Linked DNA regions of Mus musculus: region 1 is linked to region 2. Evidence: chromatin contacts called from public Hi-C data. All regions are on one chromosome and are shown on one strand. Each heading gives the region's core, a stretch centred on a gene start, on an enhancer-like site or on the middle of the called end of the contact. The rest is flanking DNA. Distances are from core to core; before and after follow the strand shown. Region 1 overlaps Astn1 (astrotactin 1). Region 2 overlaps Astn1 (astrotactin 1).

Region 1 (5,314 bases), core at 1,606-4,105, 120 kb after region 2:
CTTGTCCTATTGTACGTTCTGGAACTCTGCATAAATACTTAAAAAAAAACATCTCCACAAACAGTGGAATTGTTTATTTTCATCAAACAACAACTTGCTGAAATCCTAAAATACCTATCCCACAATTTAACTGTATTTGTTAGAAAAATGTTTATAAGAACTTTATAAGGTATTCTGGCAATATTTAATAAATTATAACTCTTGTCCAGAGTGGTGAATCTCAACACGTTACTTGGAGCCTGCTTCAGTCAGTACCCAAAGGGTTCCTGATGAAATGCAAATACCCAACTAATTTGCCAATCGTGAGCTCAAATTTAGCTTTAAGGGACACATAGAACTCATTCTGAAATGCCTACCGTGTGCTGATACCCCTAAGAAGTGGCTCCCCAGCTTCTACATGAACAATACTTCCGGTTAAGAGTTTGCAATCTCCAAGGCTGTCTAGCCTACTTTGTAAAAGTTGAAAATATTAAGTCACTCTTAAAGTAATTTTGTGTCTTCCTTTAGCCTACCTTCCCCCAGTGGAATAGGTTCAGTGCTTCTCTGTGTGTATACCAAAGGATCTCGTGTTATTCTAACACAAGCCCTAGCATCACTTTCAGGTTCCTCTCTAGATATTGTATCAAGGTTCATTGTCAAATGAGCTTTATTTCCTTAACCATCTGGCATTTTCCTCCACGAACACTGAGAACCATTTCTGGCACCAAGCAGTTACTCAGTGCAATCCGAAGCACCATAAACTCATCTCCCTCTTATTTCCTGCCTTTGGTCTGAACTCTGCTCTCTGAAAATATGCAGAAAACGTGTGATCGCTTTTTTCTAGGCAATAACCCACTAGATATCTAAACATATCTAGACAACCCACCAGCGAGCTGCTAGGCCCCACTGCATTCATGCTAAGCTCATCTCCTTCAGATGTTGTTCATGTGAGCACATTTCCCAGTATCTTGCAATTTTAACTGCCTCTCCCAGGATGAATGTGACTCCACACTTGGTCCATCAAAAGGTGAGCCAACTTCCAGTGTAGGGTTTTCATGGCAACATGTCCTACCCTCCATCATCTTCATCAACGTATTCTCTTAAATATGCTCTCATATTCATCTGCTGTCTCAACATTCAGGCAGTCCTAACCATTAGCCCTCTTGTTTCATACCACTGGGCTGCTTCCACCATTGACACATGGTTCTGAAAACCAGTCTGGAAGCTCTTGAGTCTCTCTACTGGTTTGGCTTAGAGCCCTGAGTAAAGCCGTATCTCATAATGAGAACTTCATTGGGGTCGAGAGAGGCAGCCACAGAGACCAGGGGACCTGAGAACAGAGGGTACAGGTCACCGAGAGGTGAAAGAAGCGTGGTCCACTCAGCACTTTTTAGAACTCAAGAGACGAGGACCAAGAGGTGAGAGGACTGTGCAGAATCCCAAATCGCCAGCGAGAGGCACAGTGTATTTGAGCTTATGGCTCCAGCAGGCAGAGAAGCAGCATAAATTTCAGCGAAGCAGAGCTAAGTGGCAACGGACTTTAAGTTCTGTCATATATAGTTAATTTGCAGAATAAATTGGTCAGGGCAGCAAAAGGATTTAACATCCAAATTCATTTGAAAAACAGAAGCTAGATGAGTATCTAGAGGAAAATGGAAACCGTTACAACATTCCCTTGCTGGCTGGAGTAGTATTATTATTGAATAATATTTTTATTAAAAATTTCTAGACCATTTGGTAGTTAAGGATATTTATAACCAGCTTCTGCAGCATCTTGCTGAAGCTTTGAATATCACACCACGGAGCTGAGTTCACTCCGGAGACTCTCCACCTGCAAGTAACTCATGTAGGCTGTCCTCACTCAGCCAGATACTCCACAAGCAGCCCCGTTCTTTGACCATAGAGCCAGAGCAATCCGTGCTACCGTATCAGGGTTGCCCTATTTCAGAACTCTCCAAAGGTTCCCTGCCCTGTGCTCCTGCCCAGGCTTAAAGGAAGATAGACAGGCAGATGCACACAGTAGGTGCAGGGGATGGGGAGGAGTCAAGGATGGATCAAGAGACAGGCATCCTCTAAAGTGCAGAGCTCATCATGAAGAAGCAAGTGATGGACTGCTGAGCTGAAGAGCCAAAGACACACACACACAGGTCTCCTGCCTGGGAATAATGCTGGGATGTGGGCAGAGGAAAGCATTATTAATTCTATTCTATAGGTGGGTGGATCCTCAACTTTAGTTGAGGTTTGAAGCTAAAGCTGGAAGCTCCCTTTCGTCTATAGGATTCTGATTCTTTCTGCTTCTCGGGGCCATTTTTTTTTCTTCCTTTGAGAGTATTCTTGGATTTTTTTTTTTTTTTCGAGACAGGGTTTCTCTGTGTATCCCTGGCTGTCCTGGAACTCACTTTTGTAGACCAGGCTGGCCTCGAACTCAGAAATCGGCCTGCCTCTGCCTCCCGAGTGCTGGGATTAAAGGCATGTGGCACCATGCCCAGCTCTTTTTTTTTTTTTTTTTTTTTTTTGTCTTGGATCATTCTCAACAAGGACCCCAAAAGAAGAAAAACACTTGACCTGGAAATATTTCCAGGGTATGTCTTTGTTTTCTCAGTTCAGCCTGTGAGGATTGGAAAGCCTACATCCACACACACACCATCAGACACAGGCATGGAAGCTTTCTCCTGGCTGTCTGCTGAACATGCCTATCCTGGATAGTCCTGTCTTCCTGCTAATGGAGATCAGAAAATAGCTAATCCTGCTGGTGCTCATCATTTTCATCTGTCTCCTGGCCCTGTCTCTCTTTGCCCCTCCCTCTCACCCATGCCACTCTGTCTGTGGGGAAACAGCAGGGATAATCAGACCAGTTCAGCGTATCCCAAAGGCTGTGACTCTGAATTTCTGTGTCAAGTTTATTTTGACATTGACAAGAAGCTGCATGCAGCTGCTGCTGGGCCACAGGATGGTGAAGGAGTCAGAAACATGTTTCCTTTTTCCAATGCTGTGTGCCCTGGGAGGAAGCCAAGGGGTGGCCTGTGCCCAGATGGCCAGTAAAGGAAACATCTCTAGCTCTGCATCACAGGACTCACATTGTTAAAAGTGGGACACGGTAATGGGTTGACTAGAATTCAGGCCTATCTGCTACCTCATCATGCTAGTTGATTTGAAAACAGTGTTTGCAAAAGGAACTATGTTAAGATGGGATGATCATGGATTTAAGATAGATTGTATAGCCAATGGCTAGCATATAAGGGAAGAAGCCGATTTGGTCATAGACTCACAGAGAAGGAAATCTTGTGACAATTGAGGCTAAGATTGGCATGACAGCTTTTCAAATCAGGGGATGAAAATAAGTGCCGGATCCCCCAGAAGTTTGGAAGAAGCAATGATGGCCATTTTCCCAGCCTTCAGAGGGAGCATAGGTTGGCCCGCACTTTCAGTTTGCACTTTTGTCTTTTAGGACAGAAAGGAATGCATTTTTTATCACTTAAACCACTTGATGATGCTTTGTAAATGCAGACTTAGGAAACTGAGAGTCACAACCTGGTAAGGGAAAACCTTCGTGACCTTGGCTCAGACTTTCCTGACAGGCAAATTAATTAGAAATTAAAGAAATGAGGCTATGGGAGACAACTAAAAAGTAGCATCGTACAACATTTTAAAGTGTCCATACCTGACATCTCACAGCACATACAAGGAAGTCTTATGATCTAGCTAAGGGCCAAGATTGTTCGCTCAGAACATCAGTGCTGGACTCTTTGGACATGCACTGGGTACATCCCTTCTATGGAAGTAAGTGACAAAGGGTCCACAAAACCAAGTGCAGTTGAGCATATTTCCTGGGTGTGTCTGTGCAAGATTCCAGTATGTATGAGGGATTATGGGGGCAGGACAGGAAGGGGAATGAAAGAAAGGAGAGGGAAAAAAAGCATCCCTGTTTCTAGGTCTCAGTGACTATGGCTTCAGCCCAGCCTCCCACATTCTCATCCCCATGGGGACAGTTAGCAAACCATTCTGGATAATCTGGCTAAGGTTTAAATTCTTTTTTTTTTTTTTTTTTTTCAGATTCATGTTGTGCTTTTATTTTTTTTTTTTTTTTCATTTTTTTTATTAGGTATTTAGCTCATTTACATTTCCAATGCTATGCCAAAAGTCCCCCTTACCCACCCACCCCCACTCCCCTACCCACCCACTCCCCCCCTTTGGCCCTGGCGTTCCCCTGTACCGGGGCACACAAAGTCTGCGTGTCCAATGGGCCTCTCTTTCCAGTGATGGCCGACTAGGCCATCTTTTGATACATATGCAGCTAGAGTCAAGAGCTCAGGGGTACTGGTTAGTTCATAATGTTGTTCCACCTATAGGGTTGAAGATCCCTTTAGTTCCTTGGGTACTTTCTCTAGCTCCTCCATTGGGAGCCCTGTGATCCATCCATTAGCTGACTGTGAGCATCCACTTCTGTGTTTGCTAGGCCCCGGCATAGTCTCACAAGAGACAGCTACATCTGGGTCCTTTCGATAAAATCTTGCTAGTATATGCAATGGTGTCAGCGTTTGGATGCTGATTATGGGGTGGATCCCTGGATATGGCAGTCTCTACATGGTCCATCCTTTCATCTCAGCTCCAAACTTTGTTTCTGTAACTCCTTCCATGGGTGTTTTGTTCCCACTTCTAAGGAGGGGCATAGTGTCCACACTTCAGTCTTCATTTTTCTTGAGTTTCATGTGTTTAGGAAATTGTATCTTATATCGTGGGTATCCTAGGTTTTGGGCTAGTATCCACTTATCAGTGAGTACATATTGTGTGAGTTCCTTTGTGATTGTGTTACCTCACTCAGGATGATGCTCTCCAGGTCCATCCATTTGGCTAGGAATTTCATAAATTCATTCTTTTTAATAGCTGAGTAGTACTCCATTGTGTAGATGTACCACATTTTCTGTATCCATTCCTCTGTTGAGGGGCATCTGGGTTCTTTCCAGTTTCTGGCTATTATAAATAAGGCTGCTATGAACATAGTGGAGCATGTGTCCTTCTTACCAGTTGGGGCTTCTTCTGGATATATGCCCAGGAGAGGTATTGCTGGATCCTCCGGTAGTACTATGTCCAATTTTCTGAGGAACCGCCAGACTGATTTCCAGAGTGGTTGTACAAGCCTGCAATCCCACCAACAATGGAGGAGTGTTCCTCTTTCTCCACATCCTCGCCAGCATCTGCTGTCACCTGAATTTTTGATCTTAGCCATTCTCACTGGTGTGAGGTGGAATCTCAGGGTTGTTTTGATTTGCATTTCCCTGATGATTAAGGATGTTGAACATTTTTTCAGGTGCTTCTCTGCCATTCGGTATTCCTC
Region 2 (5,905 bases), core at 114-2,613:
CCAGCCGTGAGAATTTGTCAGGCAGAACTTAGCTGCCTGACACACGTGAAGCCACATAGACTCTGCAGTAGCTCTTGGAGCTTGATGAGTCCTTCAAATGACTGACGAGTGACTGACACGAGTCAAAAAAAAAAAATTCCCAGCAGCACTGTCAGCAGGGGTAACATACAAGACCCAGGAAGTGCTTGGCACTGAGGAAGAGCATTTGTGCCTGTTGCCCAGTTACCATTTCTTTGTATGTCTTTTATTTGACCACAACTACATGTGACTTCAGAAAAGTAGCTACTTTATCAATTCCTTTTTTTTTTTTTTACATTTTTGAGCGTTTGTATTATAATAAAACACAGAAAATAAATTTGCCATGTTAGTAGATTTTAACTTTATTATTGAATGAAATTAAGTAAAGTATATCAGTAGGGAGTCATCACTACTATATGTATTGTATTGTGATGATTTTTAAAAGCAGTTTTTAGGGTCTTGGTTTGAATTCTGAGAGCTTGCTTTCTGCATTAAGCAAATGGAGAGAAGATTCAATAACTGCTAACTAATAATAGCAATCAATGGGTTAGGGAGAGTCAGAAGGAAATCAAAGCAAAGGCATGTGGGTGAGTGATTGATTAGACTACAAAGTAGATCAGTGTTGGCAGCCTGACAATGTGAAAAAACAAACAAACAAACAAACAAAACAAAACAATGTCATTTCTGACATTACCTTAGAAACTCACTCTTGTGTCAATAATCAGCCCCCTGTACGTGATCCTGATGAGACCAAACCTCGAATATTGAGTGCAGCTCTGGACTCTCAAAGCAATAAATATGGTGACAAATGGGTGAGAGTTTGGAGAAGAGCAATAAAAATGATTGAGGAGCCCAAGAGAGTGATTTATGATAAGGGGTGAGAAGAACTCAACTCTGATGACTTAGCCAGCCGATGACTAGTCAAGGTGTGATAGATGTCCATCGCTGTGGAAGAGGGCAAATGTTCTGGAACCCAGTTGAAGTTGAGGGATAAGGACAAGAGTAAATGAAGTCAGGAAAAGGAAATCTGGATCACGGGTCAGAAAAGTTAGGGAAGTTCAAATGCCAGGAGTTTTTTGTGTTAGTGAGAATGAAGAGTGCCTTGGCGTGTATGGAATGCGAGCTTTTATCAGTTAGGCAACCCACAAAGTAGAAAGCAAAGTGCTTAGAGAAGAGAGTAGAGGATTGGCTAATAGATGTTGTCAAATTAGGTATCATATGAATATAGAATAGCATTCACTGGTTAAATTCTGAGTTTTCCCCTGACTGTCATTCCCACTGAATTGTTTGCACAGTTGCTGTGAAGCCAGCCTTTTGGCTTATGTGATGACTGAGACTCTTAGCTGACCGTGACTCTTACTGAGTTAAATGTTGTAAAAGGTGATGGATAACCACCTCTCTATCTCACAGCCTGCAATCTTGCCGCTGAAGAAAACAACTACTTGATATCATTTCACGTTTGCTCTAAATGATCCAGCCTGGCCCCTCTGCCTGTGATTGGATTTGGTGGTTAATCACTCAAGCTTCCATATCCCTAGCCTTGTAGACATATCGTGTGAGGATGGGCCTGACTTCACTTGGTAATTGTAAAGCCTTTGTTATTCCCTATGGCTGGATGTAGAGACAGTCTTAGGATGCAGACAAGAGCCTCAGGGGGAAATGGTAGATGTGCCAGCACTGCTGTCCTTAGGAACAAAATAGACTAAAGCACTGAGCTGCAGACTGAGGAGAACATTAGCCCCAGGAAACAGACAAAGACACCTAATCTGTCATCTCCATCTCTAACTTCCATTATTCTCTGATCATCACTGTCTATGAGGTCTCATTGTGGACAATAATAAAATTATAGAACAACTATTAGCAGGATGGAGAGGAGTGAGTATCTTGAGGACACAGGAGCAGGAGTGATAAGAAGCTTGAATATATATTTATAATATGACGCCAGACAAATGGATGCAGTTTTCCTCCTGAAATAAAAACGTAAGTGAAAAGTAGAAGATGCCATACATTGTGATTTAAGTCAGGGTACCAAACTAATGTAATGTTTCTTTAGATGATTTTCCCCAAATTAATCAAAATTGGTTTGAATGTTGAGACTATCATTTGAACTGAAAACTGCCTGACAGATTTCTAAATGATGATACATATTAGAGCGTTATGGGAAAATCAATGGTGAGTCTGATTTTCCTGGAATTTTCATTTAATGTTCTAGAAGGTGAAGGTGAACAGCCCACATAAGGAGTGCTTATGCTTTCCTCTTAACATTCTGATATGGCATATATTAAGCCTGCAGTAAGTTTCTTCTAGGCAGAAAACCCAAATCCGTGTCCACTAATGGTTGAAGTCATTTGTGAGAAATTAAGGTTGATAAGCAAGGGAAAAGTGGCAAAAAAGCATTTGTGATTTCCAGAGAAAAAAGAAAATTAATCAAGGACATTCATACAAAAAGTTACAAGTGGATGTTTCTGTGTGAGGAAGGTGAGTTACATCTGAAACTCTAGGCAGCTGCTGCCTGCTCTAGCTCATATAGTCCTCTGTGTGTGTGTGTGTGTGTGTGTGTGTGTGTGTGTGTGTGTGTGTGTGTGAGAGAGAGAGAGAGAGAGAGAGAGAGACAGAGAGAGAGAGACAGAGACAGGGACAGAGAGACAGAGAGAGCTTGTAATTATGTTTGCGTATATGTAAATATATACTATCTGTATGACTGTGCAGTGTATGAATGTGTGTGAGTATGTGAGAGTATGGGTGTAGGTGAATATGTAGCATCTGTATGATGTACAGTGTATGTGAATGTATGTAAATATATAGTGTCTGTATGATTGTATAGTGTGTGTGGGTGTATGTAGAATATGTAGTGTCTGCATGATTATATAGACAGTGAATGCATATAAATAGGTAGTATTTGTATGATTGTACAGTGTGTGTGTGTGTGTGTGTGTATAGGAATGAGCCATTTTGTTTAAAGAGTGGCTCTCGCCCTTATGTTCTATTATCTACTCTTCAATTCATTTATGCTTTTAGTAAGTGCTCGTCCCATTACTCTTTAGGTGAAGAACATGTGTGGTTGCTATGCCTAAAAACAAGGTGGAGTTTCTATTCTGGGATAAGTAATAGTCCACATAGGAAAATGGGCATGTAATAAACAATTACAAATAGTTCTAAGACCTACCAGGAGAAAGATTTTGATCAAAGGTCAATGAGAGCAGAGCTAAGTGGTGGCTTAGATAAGGTTGACGAACTGTAATAGAGTTTCATAGAGAAGCCAGGTGGTTTGTTTGTTTGTTTTTTGTTGTTGTTGTTTTTTTTCCTTTTTTCAAGACAGGGTTTCTCTGTGTAGCCCTGGCTGTCCTGGAACTCACTCTGTAGACCAGGCTGGCCTCCAACTCAGAAATCCGCCTGCCTCTGCCTCCCAAGTGCTGAGATTAAAGGCGTGTGCCACCATTGTCTGGCAAAGCCAGGTTTTCTAATTGTTCTATTTAATAAGTAGAGACATGAGGAGCATGGGTTTACAGGAATGGTAGATAAGTAGTTTGATTTAGTTTAAAAGTCTTTTGCACATGGCCAGGAGAAAAAGCTAAAATTGGTAAAAGCTAGCACAATGGGTAAAAGCAGACAGATAGAAGAGAATGGCTGAGAATTAGAAAGCCTATGTCTAAAGTCTATTAAATAAATATATTACAATAATTCTGGTACCCCAGTCCTGCCAGAAATGCCCAGTAGAGAGCAAGCTGTTTGAGATATTCGTGTACTGATCTACATGGTAAAGCCAGCTACTCCAACTTGCACAGTTGAAGGGGTCCAAGTGGAAGATTATAAAATAGTAGAATTCATTGCATAAAAGAACATTTTCACTGAAAGTAAAATTAGTTTCACAAATACTTAAGGAAAGCCATGGATAATGGATTTTTAATGGGTCATTCAAACAACATAAGATGTTTGAAGATACATCCTTGATCTTTGATGCTGGCAACAAAATCAAGCACTCTTGGTCAGGATGCTCTATATCATTCAATTGCCAGGGATAGTACCCAGGGCTGAAGCATCGAAACCAGTGCTATGGTCTCTGTGTCTTCTGTCTTCCCTATGGGACTTTCCCAGGTAATTTTTTGCCCTCCCATCACCGTGGCTTCTTGACATAGCCTGAGCCTGTTGGAGGTTGCATTTGATATTTGTTTGCTGGAACAGCAAAGACAAATTGAAAATGTTCACCGATGAGAAATGAAAACAGCAAATGAGCGTGGAAGAAGCAAGAGAGATTGATTTACATGAGAATATCGGAGAAGAAAAGAGACATCCAAATTTATTTAGATACTTCAGAGTTATTAAGAAAGGCCATAATAATGGTTTTTGTTAAATTAAAAGTGTACTCAAGGGCCTCTAGATACATCTTTCAGGATACCACAATTAGATTAAATTCATGCTTTTGGAGATTCCTGGTAAATAATAGTCTGATTACTTATTCTGGCATCTCGGCTGCAGAGGACAACACCAAGGAGATTCTCCAATAGAGAAATATAAAATATCACTGGGTTTCAGTGCTGAAGGATAAAGACAGAGTGATAACTCATGAGATGGGGAGAGAGCTGCTGAGAGAAATGACCAGGTGTTCTTCCAAGGATTTAAAAGCTGTTGTCAGGAATGACCCTGCTCACAGGACATCTCCTCTTCTCATGGTTGCCCAGGGAGATGAGCATGTAGTTCCTTCTACCCTGCCTTCAACTCTGGGTGAACCATGCTACCAGCGCAGCCCAGGTTCCTTCATATCCAAGTATGAAACACACACACACACACACACACACACACACACACACACACACACACCCTAACTTATTTTCGATATGCTTTAACTCAATAGCTGAGCTCTTCTAAGCCTTCCTCAGTCCTCATGCCCTTCTTTTCATTCCCAGCTCAGCACCATAAATCTGCCCTCAACTCAGTTGATCGCTAATCTCTCACCTGCTACTCCAGGCCCAGTCGAGGAAGCAACCAATCGCCACTCCGCCCAAGATCTCTCATGGACGATGGCTCTTTCTCCCTCCAAAACATGGTGAAATCCTTAACACTCATCTGCTAGCCTGTCTGTGGGAAAACTCTAAGTCCTGCCTATTCCACCAGCTTATTGGCCACTAGCATCTTTATTGATCCATCAACAACCAATTGGGGAGCAGGTTCTTCAGTGTTCACATGCTGATTCCCAATCAAAACGTCAGAATTACCCCCAACATGGCACCTTTTAGAGGACATCCTCAGATACTGACTCCCTTACACATAGATGGTCCACACTATCCTAAGATGGCCTTGCCATTGTCTAGCTGCTTATACTTTTGTTCCTGAAACTTCTTCACTCTTATTTTTCCAGTAGGTTCTGCTCAGGCAGGGGATCCAATATGATAAGGATTAATGTCTCCATATAAACCCACAAAATCCAGTGTGTGTGTGTGTGTGTGTGTGTGTGTGTGTGTGTGTGTGTGTAATTGTCTTGTATGGGTACACTGTATGTGCATATACATATGTACGTCCATGGACATGTAGGCCAAAGATTGACATTAGTTTTCTTCCATAATTGCTTTTCCCCATTACTGGTTGATATAGGGTCTCTAGCTGGACTTGGAGCTCACCAGCTGGTTTGCCAGCAAACCCTGGGGATTCACCTGTCTCTAGTTCCCAAAACTAGGATTACTAATGTACTCCCTTAAGCCCAGCCTTCTATGTAGGTTCTAGAGAGAGGAATTCCAGTCTTCATGCTCCTAGTGTATCATCTAAAGAGGTAAAGCCTCTTCACAGCTGTGCTAGAGGCCACTGTGTGGGTCCAGTTCCATGCTGGATTTGGGGCACAGTCTACACTTCATTGAGCATCTATGAAACTCTTTAGAAATGACAGTAGGTAGAG

Evidence for each region. A called contact is a pair of places that touch in the nucleus more often than the background predicts.
Region 1: a Hi-C map of the N1E-115 cell line shows a contact between it and region 2, with 3 times the contacts expected there. The contact joins two enhancer-like sites. A contact is called at or near these places in 3 of 484 Hi-C or Micro-C datasets (the N1E-115 cell line, cortical neurons and neural progenitor cells).

What each region holds. Positions count from the first base shown.
Region 1 is chr1:158,638,531-158,643,844 of GRCm38.p6, forward strand. All of the region lies in intron 16 of Astn1 (astrotactin 1), which reads left to right. Among named protein-coding and RNA genes, the nearest start is that of Gm37679, 87 kb to the left of the region's middle. Within about 2 kb of position 2,856, at least 2 of the 459 cell types and tissues checked have an H3K27ac peak or open chromatin away from gene starts, as enhancers often do. A contact at or near this core is called in the N1E-115 cell line, where this site is marked.
Region 2 is chr1:158,520,833-158,526,737 of GRCm38.p6, forward strand. The region is part of intron 8 of Astn1 (astrotactin 1); the gene reads left to right. The region is part of intron 1 of Gm37679 (a long non-coding RNA gene); the gene reads right to left. Among named protein-coding and RNA genes, the nearest start is that of Mir488, 18 kb to the left of the region's middle. Within about 2 kb of position 1,364, at least 6 of the 459 cell types and tissues checked have an H3K27ac peak or open chromatin away from gene starts, as enhancers often do. A contact at or near this core is called in the N1E-115 cell line, where this site is marked.